2 separate regions of the Macaca mulatta genome follow, and region 1 is linked to region 2. The links are chromatin contacts, called in public Hi-C maps. All regions are on one chromosome and are shown on one strand. The core of a region is the stretch at or near the end of the contact, and the rest is flanking DNA. Distances in the headings are between cores, read along the strand shown. Region 1 has its middle 66 kb from the start of H3-3A. Region 2 holds the start of SDE2 (SDE2 telomere maintenance homolog).

The links. Hi-C and Micro-C count contacts between places; a contact is called where the count stands out from the background.
Region 1: a Hi-C map of liver shows a contact between it and region 2, with 2.1 times the contacts expected there. The contact joins the enhancer-like site here to the promoter of SDE2 in region 2. A contact is called at or near these places in 5 of 14 Hi-C or Micro-C datasets (CD4 T cells, blood, fetal cortex germinal zone and 2 more).

Annotation. Positions count from the first base shown.
Region 1 is chr1:83,855,012-83,858,946 of T2T-MMU8v2.0, forward strand. No RefSeq gene overlaps it. Among named protein-coding and RNA genes, the nearest start is that of H3-3A, 66 kb to the left of the region's middle. Within about 2 kb of position 2,515, at least 24 of the 40 cell types and tissues checked have an H3K27ac peak or open chromatin away from gene starts, as enhancers often do. A contact at or near this core is called in CD4 T cells, blood and liver, where this site is marked.
Region 2 is chr1:83,724,892-83,729,175 of T2T-MMU8v2.0, forward strand. It overlaps SDE2 (SDE2 telomere maintenance homolog), which reads right to left and starts at 2,139. Exons shown (of 7, transcript XM_015115188.3): 1 at 1,945-2,139. The coding sequence starts at 2,064.

The sequences.
Region 1 (3,935 bases), core at 1,265-3,764, 130 kb after region 2:
TGGGTAGGACAAATGAATGAAGAATAAACAGAAAAGGATGGAGGCAATGCGCTGCACGAGGTGCATTCTGCCTGTGCACAGAGGATGAAGCCTGTCTCTCTGAAATGGGCGCTAAGCCCTCTCAAGCTGCAGGGATGGTGGGAAGGACAGCCCCGGAGCTGTAATGAAGGCAGCTGGGTGGTTCCCACCTAACGCCCCAGGTCTGGCGCCCCTCCCCATAGGCTTCTCAGGATTCTACCCTCAATGCGTGCCAGGGCAGGCCTGAGCATCACCCCAGGGGAGGCCCAGGCTGCTGGGGAGGGGCAGCTTTCCAACCTCAATGGGAATGAAGGGGGTTCCATCAAACCAGCACTGGCTTCCGCCTCTTCTGCAGGTGAGAGGGTGGAAAGCCTGTGCTCATTCCACCAGCTTTTTTGGATTTAATAAAAAATTCACAATGTTCAGGAGATTGATTTTTGGGTTTTGTTTGTTTTATTTGTTTTTTGTTGTTTGCTCTTTTGAGACAGGGTCTTACGCTCTCGCCCAGGCTGGAGTACAGTGGTGCAATCTTGGCTCACTGCAACCTCTGCTTCCCTAGTTCAAGTGATTCTCTTACCTCAGCCTCCCAAGTAGCGGGGACTACAGGTGTACATCACCATGCCTGGCTAATGTTTGTATTTTTAGTAGAGATGGGGTTTCACTGTGTTGGCCAGGCTGGTCTTGAATTCCCGGCCTCAAATGATCCACCTGCCTCTGCCTCCCAAAGTGCTGGGATTACAGGCGTGAGCCACTGTGCCCTGCCAATGTTCAGGAGATTCAAAAGCAGCAAGTGAGTAATGGTATTTGCTAATGGGTGCCTCCCCAGAACTGAGGGGCCCCAGGAAGGCTGAGGCTTGAATGGCCAGGGTGAGCTGAGGCTGGTGGGCCAAGACATGGCCCAGACTTCCCATGCAGTTCTGGAGCCTCAGTGGCCATTTCCTCCATCCCTCTGTGCCCAGAGAGATGCCCTACTGAGTTTGGCAATGCTGCGGTTGAGTGAGGGTGGGAATTCCCAAGCCCGTGGGACAAGCATCGTCAGAATCTTCACAAGGAGCACCCACTCCCGGTAAAGCTACAGCCTGGGAGGCCATGCTTGGCACACCTTGGGTGCCTGACCAGTGAGGGTGCTCCCTGCATGGCCTACAGGTCTCTTCCAGCCGAGCCTAGTGGAGCAAAGGATCTCCCCTAGGAGATGGGGCACAAGAGAGGAAACAGGTAGGAAGGGGCGCAGCTTCAGCATCCTCTGGCCAAGGAGGGGTAGAATCTTCCTGGACTCCCTACTGGAGTGGCTGCAGAGGGAATGGGAGGGAACCAGGCTCAGAGGCCCGTTAGAGAATGTCCTAGGTGCCCATCAGGTGAGCCGGCAGCATACTCCAGCTGAACCACAGGCCCATCCTTGGCCCTGGAGCCATTTTTACCACAGAAGTATTTATTTTACAGTAAGACTCATTTCCAAGTTCGCTGGCCTGTTACAAATATTCATTTACACAGGTGATTTGCCTACAATTTACTCAATGAGAAAAATCCCATTGCAAATTATTTTGTAAGTGGAGGAATCCCTTTTCAAGCAAACTATCAGCTTCTGCTTGTTGGGACAGATCTCCTTTTACCGAGTATGCTTAAAGTCAGGGCTGTTCATCATTTTCCAAGCTCGTATTGAGCAGTGGCAAGATCACAGCTTTGGAGGGTGGTGCACCTGGAAATGAGGGGTCCTGGCTCCCACCTTCTTTTAAAATACAGCCATAAGGCAGGTAGTAGGACGTTGTCACTGCCCTTGCTAAGACAGTTCCCACGCAGGGCCTCAGGGGCGGCGGGGCCGCCTTCTCCCCCACGGCCAGCCTGGGGGAGCTTGGGAATCGTGGCCAATGCACAGACGGGCAGTGCTTGCTCTCCCTTCACAGGCAAGAAACCGAGGCACAACGCAGGCTAGCAGCTGCCCCTAGGTCACACGGCGACCCAACTCGGTTCTCTGGCCCGCGGCCTCTGTTGGTTCCGGTCTGGGAAAGGGACCCCGCAATCGTCCCTCCGGCCGCCAGCAGTGCCAGACCCCCCGCGCAGGGGCCGGGGGGTGGCGGGCCCGCCACTGACCTCCCCCGTCCGACCTGGGTCCCGCGCTCGGCGGGGTGGCGGCGGCCGGGACGCAGGAGGATCAGCGTGACGGCAGCCCGGGCGGGGGAGGACCGGGGTGACGGCGGCCGGGCGCCCTCTGGTGGCCGCCGCGCGCAGCAGGGGGGAGCGCGGAGCGTCGGGGCCTGCAGCCGGGCGGGGGTGACAGCGGCCCGGGGACCCTGCACTTTGGGGTGACCTGGCCTGGTGGCCGCGCTTCCTTCGCTACAAAAAGGAAGCACATCTTGGAAACACCGAACTTCTGTGGCACCAGTAGTTACACCTGGTCTCTGAATCGGGCGAGCAGCGCCCTCGCGCCCCCAGCGCTGAGCAGGGGCGGGCGGGGAGCGGAAATGGTGGCTGTTGTCGTTGCCGCGCGGCTGGGCGCCTGGGGAGCCCGCGGAGGGGCGCGGCCGCCAGACCCCGCCCGGCTCGGGGGTGAGGAGACCCCAGCTCCGGACACCGAGGCTCCGCCCCGCCTGCGATGCACCCCCCGCCCACCTCTGCGCCCCTTTGTTCCGCGGCCGCAGTCCCGCCGAGAGCCGCACGGAAGAGCCCCGGCCTAGCCGTCCCGCGGCGGGGCAGTGCCCAGTCCCGCCGTTTCCCGCCGCCTCACCAGTCTTGGGCGGGAGGGGCCCTGGCGCTGGCGTGGCCGCGGCTGCCACAGCGCAACCAGGACAGCACTCGGGGCTGCTGGGGCCAGGGTGCGCCCCGGGCGGCTCCACGCGGCTGAGTTGCCCCCGCGCCTCCCACCCCCGGCCTCTCGGGGTCGCCGGCTTCGCGCGCCCTCCCGGAGGAGGACTGAGACCGCAGTGAGGGGCGGGCTCCTCCGCAGCACCCCCGGGTTTTATAATAAAAGTCGCCCTTGTTTAAGAGCCGGGTCGGAGGCGCCGCTTTCTGGGCGGTGAAAGCCGAAGGGAGAGCGGGCAATTCGCTGCGGCGGTGGCCGCTTTGTGGGCGTCGGTCCAGCGCCCCGGCCCGGCCTGGGAGACCCGCACCAACCCCGAGAGGGAGGACGGAGCGCGGGCGCAGCCCAGGGGCCGAAGCACTGTACGCTTGGCCGGCGCGGAGGCAGGAGGGAGACAGGGAAGCCTGAGCTCGGCGCTGCCTCAGCCTCCGGGGGTGGGTGGGTGGGCGGGCGGCGGTGAGGTAGCCTTGCTCGGGCCCAGCCTGCGTGGGCACTCCATGAGTCTCCGTCGCATGACGGAGGCGGGACCTAGGCAGTGTCTCCTGCAGGGCGAAAGCACGGAAAAGATCCGAGGGCATTTCTTGAGCCTGGCAGGAGGCCAGGGGTTTTACAGGGCAGGGAGGAACCTGGAGGAACCGAGGCGCCACGTTGTTGGTTGGAAAGAAGGGTGGCCAGGTGGTGAGGAGGCTGGCAAAGGGTCCCAGACAACAGGAAGGGCACCTGTGAAGCCGCCCTGCCAAGGGTGTGGTAGAGGCGGGGTGAAATGAGCACTGCTCTTAAAATTGACTGTTTTATTTTTTTATGAGATGGAGTCTCGCTGTGTTGTCCAGGCTGGAGTGCAGTGGCGCGATCTCGGCTCACTGCAACCTCTGCCTCCTGGGTTCAAGAGATTCTCCTGCCTCAGCCTCCCCAGTAGCTAAGATTACAAGGCATCTGCCACGACTGTCGGCTAATTTTTTTGTAGTTTTAGTAGAGACGGGGTTTTGCCATGTTGGCCAGGCTGGTCTCCTGAGCTCGAGTGATCCACCCGTCTTGGCCTCCCAAAGTGCTGGGATTACAGGCGTGAGCCTCTGGCCTAAAAGTGACTGTTTACTACAATAAATACAAATAATAGGTCACCAGC
Region 2 (4,284 bases), core at 889-3,388:
TGGGAGTTAACACTAACTTCATCATGTGTCAGAACAGTTTTGTTTTTAAAAACATAGGTGTGAACTTGAGCTATTCTTATTTGTTCCAGTATCTCATCAAATACTCTTTTGTGTTTCTATTCATATTTGCTATGGTCATGTTTCTTAAGTTTCTGACTGAATCCACTCATTTATATTTCTTTTTTTTTTTGAGACTGAGTCTATCTTTGTCACCCAGTTTGGAGTGCAATGGCTCAATCTCGGCTCACTGCAACCTCCACCTCTCAGGTTCAAATGATTCTCCTGCTTCAGCCTCCCCAGTAGCTGGGATTACAGGCGCCTGCCGCCACGCCTAGCCAATTTTTGTGTATTTTTAGGAGAGATGGGGTTTCACCATGTTGGCCAAGCTGGTCTCGAACTTCTGACCTCAGGTGATCTGCCCGCCTCGACCTCCCTAAGTGTTGGGATTACAGGCGTGAGCCACCGCACCTGGCCTATGATTTCTTGCTTCCGATTTAAAAATAATTATTTCCAACATACCTCATGATTAAGATCCTATTTTTTCTGGTTTCACTTTGGATCAATTGTCAGCAAGTTTGAAAACTGTACTCATAGGCCCGAAAGAGTGGCTCAAGCCTGTACTCCCAGCACTTTGGGAGGCTAAGGTGGGAGGATCACCCGAGGTCAGGAGTTCAAGACCTGGCCAACGTGGTGAAACTCCGTTCCTACTAAAAATACAAAAATTAGCCAGGCATGGTGGCGGGCGCCTGTAATCCCAGCTACTTGGGAGGCCAAGGCAGGAGAATCGCTTGAACTCAGGAGGCGGAGGTTGCAGTGGCCGAGATGGCGCCATTGCACTCCAGCTTGGGCAACAGGAGTGAAAATCCGCCAGTGGGCGGGGGGCAGAGAGAGGAGAAAAGAAAACTGTACTCATGAGAAAAGAATTATTTTCAAAAGAATTAGAATGCAATTATTTTCATGGTCAAAAACAGTTGTGCTTACAGTTTTTAGACTGGATTACAGAGCAGGAAGGAAAACATGGAAAGTGAAATACCGTATTATTTGCAAACACATAGCTTCTTCACGGAATCGATCCAAGTCTCTTAAAAATCTGGTTTAGACTGCAGCGTTAACATTTGTTAAGCTTATAAATAGTAAGCAGAGGAAATAGCCGAGGAAAGCACGGATGAGGTGCGGAAAGAAGAACAGAGTTCTAGATCAAGTGCCAACATTAAAATTAGATTCAGGGAAACCACTAAATTCTTTTGACAACTGAATAGGTTTAATATCTTATTGCTGGTAAAAGCTTACTTAATTGAGAGTTAAGTAAAAGCTCACGTGTAACTTGGGAAGTCCCTGGTAGGTTTCCGCAAATGTGCATGGACAAATAAGACCATCAAATGATTAGTGAACACTTCTACATAACAGGCCCTAAGAACCCAGGCTCTCAACAGGACACACGTGTGAATGCTTGGTCACAACGAGTGACCAGAAGAATCAATTTTCCTCCCCAATCATCCTTTGGCCTGGGTTCGGATATGACATACTTCTCCAGGCTGGGGCTTAACAAGGCTGTGTGATAACTGAAAAAAATACACGTCACATAACCACAGTAAGAAGGTGAAGACTGTAGCCTTAAACATCAGCCTGCCCAACTGCCAGAAGACCGTTATATTTACGGATAAAGAAAGAGAAACAAAGTATTTGTAACTGTGAGCCGGACTAAGTGCCTCTAACAGCTTTTTTCTCCCTCTTGGTGGGGAGGCAAACCACCATCACAAAAGAAAAGGAAGCTCTCAGTAACAGTTCGAAGCACCTTAACACTGAGGAACTCTCAGCCTCAACAAGGGAAAACCCCAGAGAATAGAGGTACCCGCCCCTCCTCCTCCGGACAGACCTACTTCGCACCCAGCGCTGCCACCTGTCTGCCTCTTTCTCCTTCCTAACAGGAACCGAAATCCTCACCTGATCTTGGCAGTGCCGGTGGATAAAATCACGGACGGTGCACCGAGCCGAGGCACACCGCACCGCCTTGCACCCGAAGCCGGGGCCGCGAATCCACACCAGCCCAGCGCCTTCCGCCATATCACCAACTCCCCGAACCTCTAGCCTCCCTGAGACACCAGGCGCCGCAACTCGCCCGGCGCATCTTGATGACGCGAGCGTCTCCCAGCGCCCCGCCCCTCACGCTTCCATTCGCTCCTCCCCTCCCCTGGGGCTGGTCAAGTGAGCCGGGCGGCCGGGCGGCGCGGGCTGGGGGAGGGGAACAGGAAAGGCCTGGCGGAGGCCGATAAGGCAGCAGAGCACTGGGCGAGGTGTTGCCAGGAGAAGTTGCTAGGGCGGGGCTCGAGGGACCGGCTATAAAAGGTTCGTGCTGGGTTAGATTTCGAGCTTCCTGGCCATAAGCGATAAGGCTGTAACTAAGCACCGCCCTGTGCCGTAGGCTTTGGCCCTTTTCCTCACATCTGTGTAGTTATTTTTGGGTCGCGGAGAATTGTGGCCCAAGAAAGCTCTGCTCCTTGGGAGTGTGGGGAGAGAAGCTGCAGTCCCGGAAGCGGTTTTAGGGGGCCGCTTCCTTGGCCTGGAGGAGCCCCCCAACCCGAGGGGACCAGGGAAACGACCCCCAGGAGGCCCCCAAACAGTGGCCCGCGTGGTTTCTCCTCCAGGTTTACAGAGCGTTCTCTTCCCCTCCAGAAACAGCCAACCTCCGGGTTTCTGCCTGCCACGCACGGTTTATTCTTATTTCCGCCTGTTTGTGCTCTGCGTTATCTCCACTTAAGCTCTGTTTTCAAAATATTTCACAGCAAGTGGGCTCTTGTGAAAGGCAGTGACAGGAGTGACGTTTATAGTCATGCTGCTTCAAAAAACCCTACCATAACTTTTATTCTGCACCATGGAAACACACTCGGACAGATTTGCATAACGTAACTTTAAGGCTCAGGGAATCTGAAGGAGTCCCTTAATATTTAATAGGCTGAGATTATGGTATTTCTAAAACCCTGAACAATTCAAAAGCCACCAGTGTGAAGATAGGAAGGTTATTAGGAGATATCTGTGCCTCCTAAACGCAAATGCATCGGCCCACAGAATTGCCTTCTCTGCTGTTAAAATGCTTGGCAAATGAAACTCCTAGCTGAGTGGGTAACAAGAAAAAATTCAGAAATCGTTTAGAGGTGGCAGTATGTGCGAAAATGGAATTTCAAGGCCTGGGAAGTTAATAGATTCAGTGGTCTTTATTTCACACACGAGGGAAAGTTGGGGAGAGAAAGGGCCTCCATGGGGATGCCAGTAGATAAAGAAAAATTACAAAAAAAATAAAAATAAAGATAGATTGTACCGGCCAGGCGTGGTGGCTCATGCCTGTAATCCAGCACTTTGGGAGCCTGAGGCGGGCAGATCTCTTGGTCAGGAGTTCGAGACCAGCCTGACCAATATGTTGACACCCCATCTCTACTAAAAATACAATAATTAACCGGGTGTGGTGGCGCGTGCCTGTAATCCCAGCTGTTCAGGAGGCTGAGGCAGGGGAATCGCTTGAACCCGGGAGGCAGAGGTTGCAGTGAGCTGAGATCGCGCCACTGCACTCCAGCCTGGGCGACAGAGCAAGACTTGTTTCACACACACAAAAAATATATATATTGTACCTAGGAAGCAGTATTTTGGAAAGGTGGTGCCATGGCAACCCTGGGGCGTGAAGGTGTTGCCAGGTACTTGTAAGCCATCCACACTCCAGAAACCTCAAGTTCCTCTGCAGTTTCCTCCCCAGCTGTCTGTCCTCCGGGTTCCTGAAAAAGCAATCTACAGATCTGAGCCTTAAGCTGCTTCTTTTTTTTTTTTATTTGTGATTTCTTCCTTCTGGGGATCAAAAATGACTATTTCAAATAAATAAATAATTTTTTAAATGACTATTTCAAAGGTCTGAGATCCTACAAGTAACTGTGTAAAGATCAGTTTGGGTTTCCATAACATTTCTGTATCAGGATAATGCTTTGTATCTTGTAAGGAATGATTATGATTAGTCTTTTTTCTCTTTCTTTCTCTTTTGAGACCCTTGCTCTGCCACCTGGGCTGGAGTATAGTGGCGCAATCATAGCACACACAGCCTTGAACTCCTGGGCTCAAGTGATCCGCCACAGCCTCCAGAGTAGTTGGAACTATAGGTGCATGACACCACACCTGACTAATTTTTAAATTTTTTGTAGAGATGGGTTTTTCACTAAGTTGCCCAGGCTGGTCTCGAACTCTTGGGCTCAAGAGATCCTCCCGCCTCACCCTCCCAAAGTGCTGGGATTACAGGCGTGGCCT